2 separate regions of the Sus scrofa genome follow, and region 2 is linked to region 1. The links are chromatin contacts, called in public HiChIP or PLAC-seq maps. All regions are on one chromosome and are shown on one strand. The core of a region is the stretch at or near the end of the contact, and the rest is flanking DNA. Distances in the headings are between cores, read along the strand shown. Region 1 overlaps PLCL2 (inactive phospholipase C-like protein 2). Region 2 overlaps PLCL2 (inactive phospholipase C-like protein 2).

Region 1 (5,248 bases), core at 916-3,415:
CTTTTTTTCTGCAGCCTTCTCACCTCTCTCAGCCTTCAAAGAATGGAAGAGAGTTTGGACCTTGCTCTGGATGAGGCCTGGGATGTGGTGGCTGGTTTGATTTTCTGTGCAGACCACTAAAGCTGTCCCCATAGCAGCAAAAAGGCTGTTTTGCTCTCTTATATCCATGTGTTTACTGGAGTAGCACTTTTAATTTCCTTCAAGAACTTTCCTTGCATTAAAAAGTTAGCTAGGAGTTCCCGTCGTGGCGCAGTGGTTAACGAATCCGACTAGGAACCATGAGGTTGCGGGTTCGATCCCCGGCCTTGCTCAGTGGGTTAACAATCCGGCGTTGCTGTGAGCTGTAGTGTAGGTTGCAGACGCGGCTCGGATCCCGCGTTGCTGTGGCTCTGGCGTAGGCTGGTGGCTACAGCTCCAATTCAACCCCTAGCCTGGGAACCTCCATATGCCGCGATATGCCGCGGGAGCGGCCCAAGAAATAGCAACAACAACAACAACAACAACAACAACAACAAAAAGACAAAAGACCAAAAAAAAAAAAAAAAAAGTTAGCTAATTGTTTAGCACAAGAGATCTATCTTGGCTTTTGACATACCTTCCTCACTAAGCTTAACCATTTCTAGCTTTTAATTTAAAGTGAGAGGTGTTTGACTCTTCCTTTCACTCGAGCACTCATAGGTCATTATAGGACTATGGCTATTAATTGGCCTAATTTCAATACTGTTGGGTCTCAGGGAATAGGGAGACCCAGGAACGTGAAAGAGCAGTCAAGACACACATAACATTTATGGATTAAGTTCACCACCATCTGATACGGGAACAATTTGGGGTGCCCCAAAACGATAACGATAGTTAACATCGAAGATCAGTGATCACAGATCACCATCACAAACATGACATATTTTTGAAATAGTGTGAGAATTACCAAAATACGACACAGAGACATCAAGTGAGCAAATGATGCTGGAAAAATGACACCAATAGATTGGTTCAACACAAGGTTGCCACGAACCTTCAACTTATTAAAAACACACCATCTGCGAAGCACAAGAAAGTGAAGCCCAATAGAAGTCGGTCTGCCTGCATAGCCCAGCTGCAATTATTAGCTAGAACATTTCACCTAATTTCCTCTGCCATGTGACCAAGCACTAGAGGCCGGCAGGACCTGCCACCTGCCCTCCTCTGGCCCTTGAAAACAGGTCAGTGCCAAGCATTCTGCCAGCAGACTGGCCTACTCACACAACTGTCACTAAAGTTCAATATAGGTAATTATATACTCTGAGACCCCTAAAGCTATGGAATTATTCTGACACAAGAAAAATAGGTACTACTGAACACCCTCCCCGGGGGCGGGGGGAGGGGGGACTTATCTGAGTCACTACTAACAACCACGCCCGGTATATATAACCCTCTCAATTTACCATTAACATCAGCAGAAAACGTTGGCCAGGCAGCTTGTATGGTTTTAGACCCTGTGGCCCAGTGGTAAAAATATTTGAATATCCCCTGTACTACAGATTCCACTGATATAAAATAAAAAGTAACTAAACTAATCCAGAGATCTGGGAGGGGAGCAAGTAACAACAGCCAAAATTTAGTACTGATAAGGAACACAGCATCTATTCTTGGACACACATGTATAAAATAGTGTCTGAAGAGAAAATGTGAATGTTCATACCTCATCTATACCTGCATTTAGACTGCACTGCCCTATTTTGCTGAATACTAAGGCATGGGGAACTTAAGCATTAAAAAAAGCAAAAGCAAAAGAAAAAAAGAACAGTCTCATTTAGACCCCTTGCAGCGCACACAGAACTATAAAAGGAACTGAACAGATTATGGGAGAGAGCACTCTAAGAAAATAACTTGAGAGGCCAAGATCAGCAAATTAAAAAAAATAAACAATTTCCTGTCAGTTGCCGACTAGGACCTGGTGAAAAACACCACCACAAGTCAAGCATAACTGTTTGGAGGGGAGATAGGAAGACAAGCAAGGGAAGAAGCAAAAGGGGCAGGCAACTTTTAGGTGATGAGAATGAACAAACACTCCGGATGATTTTGCAACTGAACTCTGAATTGTGGCAAAAGCTCTGTGAGTATCTGAGACCGGAGGCCCTGCACCCGCCTTTCAGCAGTTATCTAGTGTGGCCTCAAAGGCATCCTACAACGTGGGGAGTTGCTGATTGGCCATCAGATTTTTCTGACCTAAATGATCCAGGCTGCTGGTCTGTGCAGACAAATTCACTTTGTGATGCGGTTACTGTCTGTTGAATATTCATGACACGCCCACAAGTTTGCAGGGCCTGCAGTTGTCTCCTCCCCACCCCCTACTCATTCTAAAAAAAGTCTGAAGTCAAATGCAGGTATTATTCCTAAGATAAAATTCAGAAAATGGTTACCAAGTGCTTACTTTCTGTGCAGAACTGATAAATACAGCCAGCTTTGGCCTGCAAAGAGTCTAGTTTATTTAAACCGTAATATCCACATGTACATTTTAATTATTTTATTTAAATATGCATAATAGATATGAAAATCTTCCTTGCTCCCTACGCTGGGGTGCTCAGCATCAAGACACAAGGATCTGCGTTGCCGTAAAGTTAGTAAAGGTGTTTCTCCTACGCACTGTGATACTATAACAAGGACGATAGTGCTATTAAGAAAACTAACTGCTGCCACCTTGGGCAAGGTCAAACCTTTGGTCCCTGTGAAGCTGGAAGCTTTAGTCAAGCAGCCGTAACAGGTGACTAAACAGCTGCCTGGCTATATTATCCGTCAACTTATTCTGCCAGGAGAAATTGAGATGCCTTTTTCCCCTTCCGTATCACCTACATTTAAAGGGGAAAATCAAATCTGGTATTCTAAACCACCAGTGCTACCTTAATTACACAAAAAAATTACTGCTGGTGTAAGGGGGTCGCAGGGGAGTGCAGCCATACCCAAGTGGGGTACAACCACCAGCTCCAGCACCCTGGGCAACCCGGTTAACCTCTTTGAACTCTGGTTTTCTTCAGTGCAAATGGTTGGTGTAGGACCAAGTCACAGAACCATGTTCAACACATTGTATGTGTTTTGCACCTACTAAATGCCTAAGAAACAGTGGCTGCTGTTATTACTTTTAAATACCAAGACAGTACAATGGCTATATTTCCAACTTATTTTTTAAAATATCCAAGATCAATAGTTGCCATGGTCTGGGGATAGGAGGCAGGGAAGGCTACAAAGGGGCTAGGAGAATTTTTTGAGGTGGTAGAACTGTTCTGGATCTTGGTTGTGACGGTAATCACACAACTATGTGCATTTGGCAAATTCCATAAAACTAGACACCAACAAGGGTGACTTTTACTTTAGCAAATTATACAACAGCTTCTAAAGTATGAACCAAAATATTTAATTAGTTTTGAATAAAGTAAACCATCAAAACTAAGTCATTTTAACTTTGCTTATTTCAAAAAATTACAAAGAAATTGAAGGCTTAAAATGCTACTTCATATATTTAGACCAAGCTTTTGAATTAAAGGATTGAGCTGCTTGTAGAAAATGAACGCCATTTGAACAATTAACCACATTAACTGTTTCAAAATAAAGTGTGGGTTGTATTGAATAGTGTGATGAAATGAAATATGGAAAGAGAAAATGAAAGTGATGTTTTCATTTACTAGATTACTTAAGATGACAGATACAACAGCTTCTCCCCTAAAAAATCTAGTAAAAGGCCTTTGCAAATAATCTCAGAGAGTAACATTATTTTCAACAAGCTAAGGAAAAGCAAAAAATTCTGATGATGAGTTTCATGATTCACTTATCTTCACAAGGTACTTTAAAAAGTCCTACAAGGCTGCTCACTCTGAATTTCCATCGACACTTGTTACCATAACCAAGGAGCTCTTTTAGTATGGATCTGTGCATCTAGCTTGGCAGAAAATGTAGTTTTACAACAATTTCTTACTCAACACCATATTTACAAAACAGATGGAGTTCCAAAGAAATAATTTTAAATAAGGAATATAATTCTGGTCAACCTACAGTGGATTTCTACATGTGCCATGCACCTCAGCAGTATTCCCCCTCCTCACACACTCTTTAGCCCATTTTGGCTGTTGCTTCTCTCCCGGATTTGGGGATCCCCAAGGAAGAGAAAGGTCAAGACTTAATGAAGATGGAAGCTGGGAAACAGGCAGAGCCAACATTTCAACTAATGACCCCAGAAACACTGGCCTCTGTTTCTTAGCGAGCTCCCTCTCTTCCTGACATTCCCTCAAGCCCTCAATTACCACCTTACTCACTAATCTCCTCCCGCCTCCACTCTTCCATCACTTGACTGCATTTACCCCTTTACTCACAAAGAACACAAGGAAACCAAAGAAAGATGTCAGCATTGTTTTCACGTGGGCTCCTGTTAAGCTGTTTATTATTTTTTAACAGAAATGAAATGCAATTCTGCCATTCATGTGATAAAAATATCTGTGCGCTATTCGCTGTTTTATGAAATGTGATATTAAAGAAAAAGATGTCTTTATTCTATTAGGCTATTAGCTTGACGCTGTCATGTCTTTAGAAAATGCCACACTAAATTTCTAAAATCTTGATCCTTCAAGGCGACAACTGAAAGGGAGTAAGTACCGAGTAATTACCTATTTAAATATAGCATATGCCTTCCCAAGATTCCAGGCTTGATCAACTTTCAACACTGTTTCCATAGTTTTAAAGGCTGTTTAAGAAAATGCAAATTGAAAACAGGCAAGAAAAAGGAGTCCAGTCATCTTAGGAGTATAAGACAATAAACAAGATACAAGACTGATAAACCCCAAACAACCACTTGAGAAATTAAGATAACCTAGAGAGAGCAGGAACTTTCTCACCATTTCTCTATTCATTCAGGAAGCACTCTACTGAACCTTTACAATGTCTGTCCAGGAATACGACTGCGGACAAGGAATCAGAACTGCCTTCGTTAGAAGAAGAAAAATGACAACGGTATCTGGGAAAGTTTTAAAATTCCAGGAATTTCTGGAGTTCCCCTTGTGGCGCAGCGGAAAAGAATCCGCATGTTCAATCCCTGACCTTGCTCAGTGGGTTAAGGATCCAGTGTTGCCGTGAGCTGTGGTGTATATAGGTTGAAGATGCCGCTCAGATCTGGTGTGGCTGTGCCTGTGGTGTAGGCTGGCAGCTATAGCTCCAATTTGACCCCTAGCCTGGAAACCTCCGTATGGCCCTAAAAAGCAAAGCAAAAAAAACCCACAAAAAACAA
Region 2 (4,858 bases), core at 697-3,196, 180 kb before region 1:
AAAACTGTTAACAGCTGCAGGATGGGATCCTTTAAGTTGAGGGGGAACAGGGAAATTACAAGAGGCAGCTGTGATAATGTCATTACTGTTTCAAAGTCAACCAAGAAGAAAGTGTGGAGGGTGAACCAGAGAGTAATATTACATTGAGTTGTGCAAGGTCCAGAATGAAATAATGTTTCTGTTATTATTATCCAAGCCTAAGATGAAGGAAAGTAAAGATCATTGAGGCAAAATGCAAGAAAGTTTCAAGGCATATACATAACATTATTTTAAAAATCATGTCATAATAGGAGTTCCCACTGTAGTGCAGCAGGTTAAGGATCCAACTGCAGCAGCTTGGGTCATTGCAGAGGCGCAGGTTTGATCCCCAGGCCAGACCCAGTGGGTTAAATGATCCAGCGTTGCTGCAGCTATGGCATAGGTCACAGCTGTGGCTCAGAATCAATCCGAGGCCCAGGAACTTCCATATGCTGCAGGAGTCACCATAAAAAAAAAAAAAAAAAAATGGAGTTCCCATCATGGTGCAGCAGAAATGAATCCAACTAGGAACCATGAGGTTGCAGGTTCAATCCCTGGCCTTGCTCAATGGGTTAACGATCCAGTGTTGCCATGAGCTGTGATGTAGGTGGCAGATGCAGCTCGGATCTGGCATTGCTGTGTTTCTGGTGTAGGCCGGCGGCTACAGCTCCGATTCGACCCCTAGCCTGGGAACCTCCATATGCTGCGGGAGCAGCCCTAGAAAAGGCAAAAATAAATAAATAAATAAATAAATCATGTCATAATACATATACCATAGAGAAAAAGACTGGAAGAATGTACAGCAAAAGATCCTGGATGGTGAGACTATGTTTACCTTTAGAGATGCTATTTTGACATTTTTTATAATGAAAATATGGTACTTTTAAAATAAAAATAAAATTTAATTTCTTAAATGGTCATGCTGAGATAGAAGGAAAGGAGAGAAGGATGGAGGGAGGGAGAAAGACCGACTGAGAGAAAGGAAAAGAAAGAAAGAAGGAGATACACAGAGATGGCTTTTCCCTTGAAGGAAAATTTCTTTCAAACGGCAATTCCTTTACATATTTCTTTTGATTATGCTCACCTACAATTCTTTCCTAATTTTTTCTGGGATCATATTAATATTAAGGCTCTGATGATACTTTAAAGTGTTGAATGAAATCTGAGTAACTAGAATCTTCAAATTCCCAGTCATTCCTCAGTAATCAATGTTTTCTATTTCACATGTAGCAACTGGCATTTGTGAACTTGACAGTGCTTCAAGGGTGAAATGCAGGGTCCTTTCCCTTCTTGGCAGAATCCACAACATGCCAATCACTTAAGTCTCCCTGTCCTCCCTCTGAGCCCCACTGCCCAGCTACTGTGCCTGCGGATTCTCCAGGAAGTAAGGCTCCCACTGGACTCCTGTGATCACACTGCAGCCGCGAGGGGCTGATGATGTCCATGCAGCAATGGTATACTCACAGGCTGCAAAGTCACTAGCATCAGAAACAATGTGGAAAATACCTTTAAGATGGTAATATTCCAGGTAAAGCTCTCCACTGCTTTTTGCAGTTTGCGTTCCTTCAAGCCTTCCTTGGTGCCTATGCTGTGCAAGTGTTCGTGGAATTCCATGGCTGAAAAAAACAAAAAGACAAAGGATATTACTTCCCCAACCAATCTGCGGTAATGAACCAGCAATATTTAGTTTTCTAGACGCCAGCTAAAACGATCCCAATCTCCACTGGGATTTCATAAAGTGCCTATTTCAGGATGTAACTATGGGGAAACACTGCAAATTCATGGCACTGGGGAGGTGGAAGACACAGCAGAAGTGAGTGACCGTTCCTCCTGGTTTTGAGGGGCAGACAGGGCACAGGTGACTGTTCTCATCCTTAGGTCAGAGATGGGGAATCTGAGACTTAGCTGCATTACGAGATTAAGGCTGTGAAAGGAGCAGGAGGAACAGCTGGACTAGAATTTCAGAGTCAGATTTCGGCTCTGCTGAGAACACGATGTTGGCAACTGGGGGTAAAAAGAGTGCAAAGCACTGTATTTCCAGTCCTGAGGTCAGATACCAAGTCTACTGCAGAAAAGAGGGGATGGGGAGAAGGCCCAAGAACTCTAATTCTGCATTTATGACTCTTCCATAATTTACATAATACATGCATGTTCCCCATTGTTATTTGAAATAGTCTCAATGCAGGAGTGGTATGACAGTCCTTTTACTGGTTTAATATCATTACAACTCATGAATTCTTTACATATTCATTTGCAGTCAATTATCCCATCTCTGGCCAACTGAACACTTCAGACAGGTTTCTAGGTCCTTCTGAAATCATCAATTACCCTCTGATATGTCCCTTGCCTTCTGGCACAAGAGGTTCTGGAGTTAAGCACATTTTTCATCTCAGACTAAAACCAGGCATTTCTCCAAGGATCCCTGGATTCTTACAGTGGGGAATGGTGTTTAGAGACCAAATCTGGGAGCTAGGAGTGCATTGTTGCTGAGTTTTCATTGTTTTCTAAGGGTGTGTGTGTGTGTGTGTGTGTGTGTGTGTCTTTTTAGGGCCGCTTCTGCCACATATGGAGGTTTCCAGGCTAGGGGTCCAATTGGAGCTGTAGCTGCTGGTCTAAACCACAGCCACAGCAATGTGGGATCCAAGCTGCATCTGTGACCTACACCACAGCTCACAGCAATGCTGGATCCTTAACCCATTGAGCGAGGTCAGGGATTGAACCTTTGTCCTCATGGATGCTAGTCAGATTCGTTTCCACTGAGCCACAAGAGAAATTCCCTAGGCCTGTGTGTGTGTGTGTGTGTGTGGGTGTGGGTGTGGGTGTGTGTGTGTCTGTACACGCGTGCATGCTTTTTAGGGCCATATCCGTGGCATATGGTGGTTCCCAGGCTAGGAATATAATTGGAGCTACAGTTGCTGGCCTACACCATAGCCACAGCAACGTCAGATCCGAGCAGAATCTGCAACCTCATGGTTCCTAATCAGATCCGTTTCTGCTGCACCACGACAGGAACTCCTCCCTAAGCCTTTTCATTGAACAAATTCGAGGTACATTTTTTTTTTAAGGGAAGAGTAAGATCTTGCTAGTACTTTCCATTCAACTTTAAGTATACAGGAATTTTACATAATTAAAAAAATTATGCTTATTTCTTTTCTCTTAGGTAAACAATTCTTAACCACATCAACATAACTGCTAAATACAATTTAAATTTTGCAATATTTTTGTCCTTAGAGTATGTCTCATTGAGAACATACCGTAAAAATATTGTGTTCTAAGTTCAGTTAGAATAATTACTTTCTGGGAGTTCCAGTTGTGTGCAGCAGAAATGAATCCAACTAGGAACCATGAGGTTTCGGGTTTGATCCCTGGCCTCGCTCAGTGGGTTAAGGATCCAGGGTTTCCGTGAGCTGTGGTGTAGATAGCAGACGAGGCTTGGATCTGGCGTTGCTGTGGCTGTGGTGTAGACCAGCGGCTGCAGCTCCGATTAGACCCCTAGCCTGGGAACTTTCATATGCCGTGGGTGCAAACTTAAAAAGAAAAAGGAAAAAAAAAAAAAAAAAGAATACTTTCTTATGCAGTTTTGTCACTAAATATGAGTTCATTCGTTTCCTTTTTTTTTTTTTTTTTTTTTTTTCCATTTGTGTATATAGGGTGGGAATTGTTTTTGCTTCTTTGGAAATAATTCATTTTATGATTCCAAAGTCAAACCACATATCAGGGTGTATCCAAGTAATTCTTACTTTCTTCCTGGTCTCCTCCACCCTGACCCTTCCCTCTCGCTATACATTTTTATTAGTTTTTCATTTATCTTTTATTGTCTTGTTCCTTCTTGAAAATCGAAGCAAATGGGTCTGTGTGTCTATAATCCTCCCTTTCTTGCACAAAAGCAGCATATTGCGTGCACTGTCTTGCCATGGTTTTTCCCTCAGGTAACTACACAGTGGAGATCACGCTCTGCCAGTGTATCGAGCTCTTTCTCACTCTTTTTCTAACAGCAACACAGGCTCCCACATTGTATGGATGGGCCGGCATTTATTTAAACAGTACCAACCAATGGACGCCATCTCCAATCTTTTGCTATTACAAATAATGTGGGAGCAGCTGTTATTTTTGCAAGACACTTCCTGTATTCTTTTGAACATTTTTACTGTTCAGTTGGACATCCCAATTTCTAACTCCCTTTCTATGCAACACCATTTCTTTCTCTTTTTTTTTTTCTTTTTTTTTTCAGGATAGCACCAGCAGCATATGAGAGTTCCCAGATTAAAGGTTGAATCAGAGCTACAGCAGCTGTCTTACACCACAGCCACAGCAACACCAGATCCAAGCTGTATTTGTGACCTGTGCCATAGCTTGTGGCAATGCCAGATCCTTAACCCACTGAGTTAGGCCAGGGATCGAACCCACATTCTCATGGACATTACATCAGGTTCTTAACCCCCTGAGCCACAATGGAAAGTCCTACAACACCATTTCAAAGCAGCTCTTTACACAGTGACTTACAGTAACTTCAGTCCTTAGTGTCTTTAAACAGTGAGCAAGGCTGATACAAATGATAAACATAATAAGCTGCCAATTCAGTCTTCCTTCTCTATTTTCTCCCCTCCTAATAGGAATTATATAGTCCTAATTCCTGTCATGCTTCTTAGGCTTAAGAACCTCACCAGCTTCAAAAAAGAACAGTAATTAGTAAAATGCATTACATTGTCTGGGAAACTGCCACACTGACCATTCTCCTTTTCTTCAGGCTCTCTTTGTCAACACCCCAACCTGTTCACTAAACCACTCCAGCCCACTGCTGGTGGCCTGGCTCACATGGGGGGGTCACACCTCCACATTT

The links. HiChIP or PLAC-seq counts read pairs in DNA pulled down with a chosen protein or histone mark.
Region 2: a contact with region 1 is called in an H3K27ac HiChIP or PLAC-seq map of skeletal muscle. The contact joins two enhancer-like sites. A contact is called at or near these places in 2 of 2 datasets of contacts at active chromatin or transcription factors (alveolar macrophages and skeletal muscle).

What each region holds. Positions count from the first base shown.
Region 1 is chr13:3,995,063-4,000,310 of Sscrofa11.1, reverse strand. All of the region lies in intron 2 of PLCL2 (inactive phospholipase C-like protein 2), which reads right to left. Among named protein-coding and RNA genes, the nearest start is that of PLCL2, 5.5 kb to the right of the region's middle. Within about 2 kb of position 2,165, at least 17 of the 83 cell types and tissues checked have an H3K27ac peak or open chromatin away from gene starts, as enhancers often do. A contact at or near this core is called in skeletal muscle, where this site is marked.
Region 2 is chr13:4,171,914-4,176,771 of Sscrofa11.1, reverse strand. It overlaps PLCL2 (inactive phospholipase C-like protein 2), which reads right to left. Exons shown (of 7, transcript XM_021069677.1): 6 at 1,525-1,634. Among named protein-coding and RNA genes, the nearest start is that of PLCL2, 180 kb to the right of the region's middle. Within about 2 kb of position 1,946, at least 2 of the 83 cell types and tissues checked have an H3K27ac peak or open chromatin away from gene starts, as enhancers often do. A contact at or near this core is called in skeletal muscle, where this site is marked.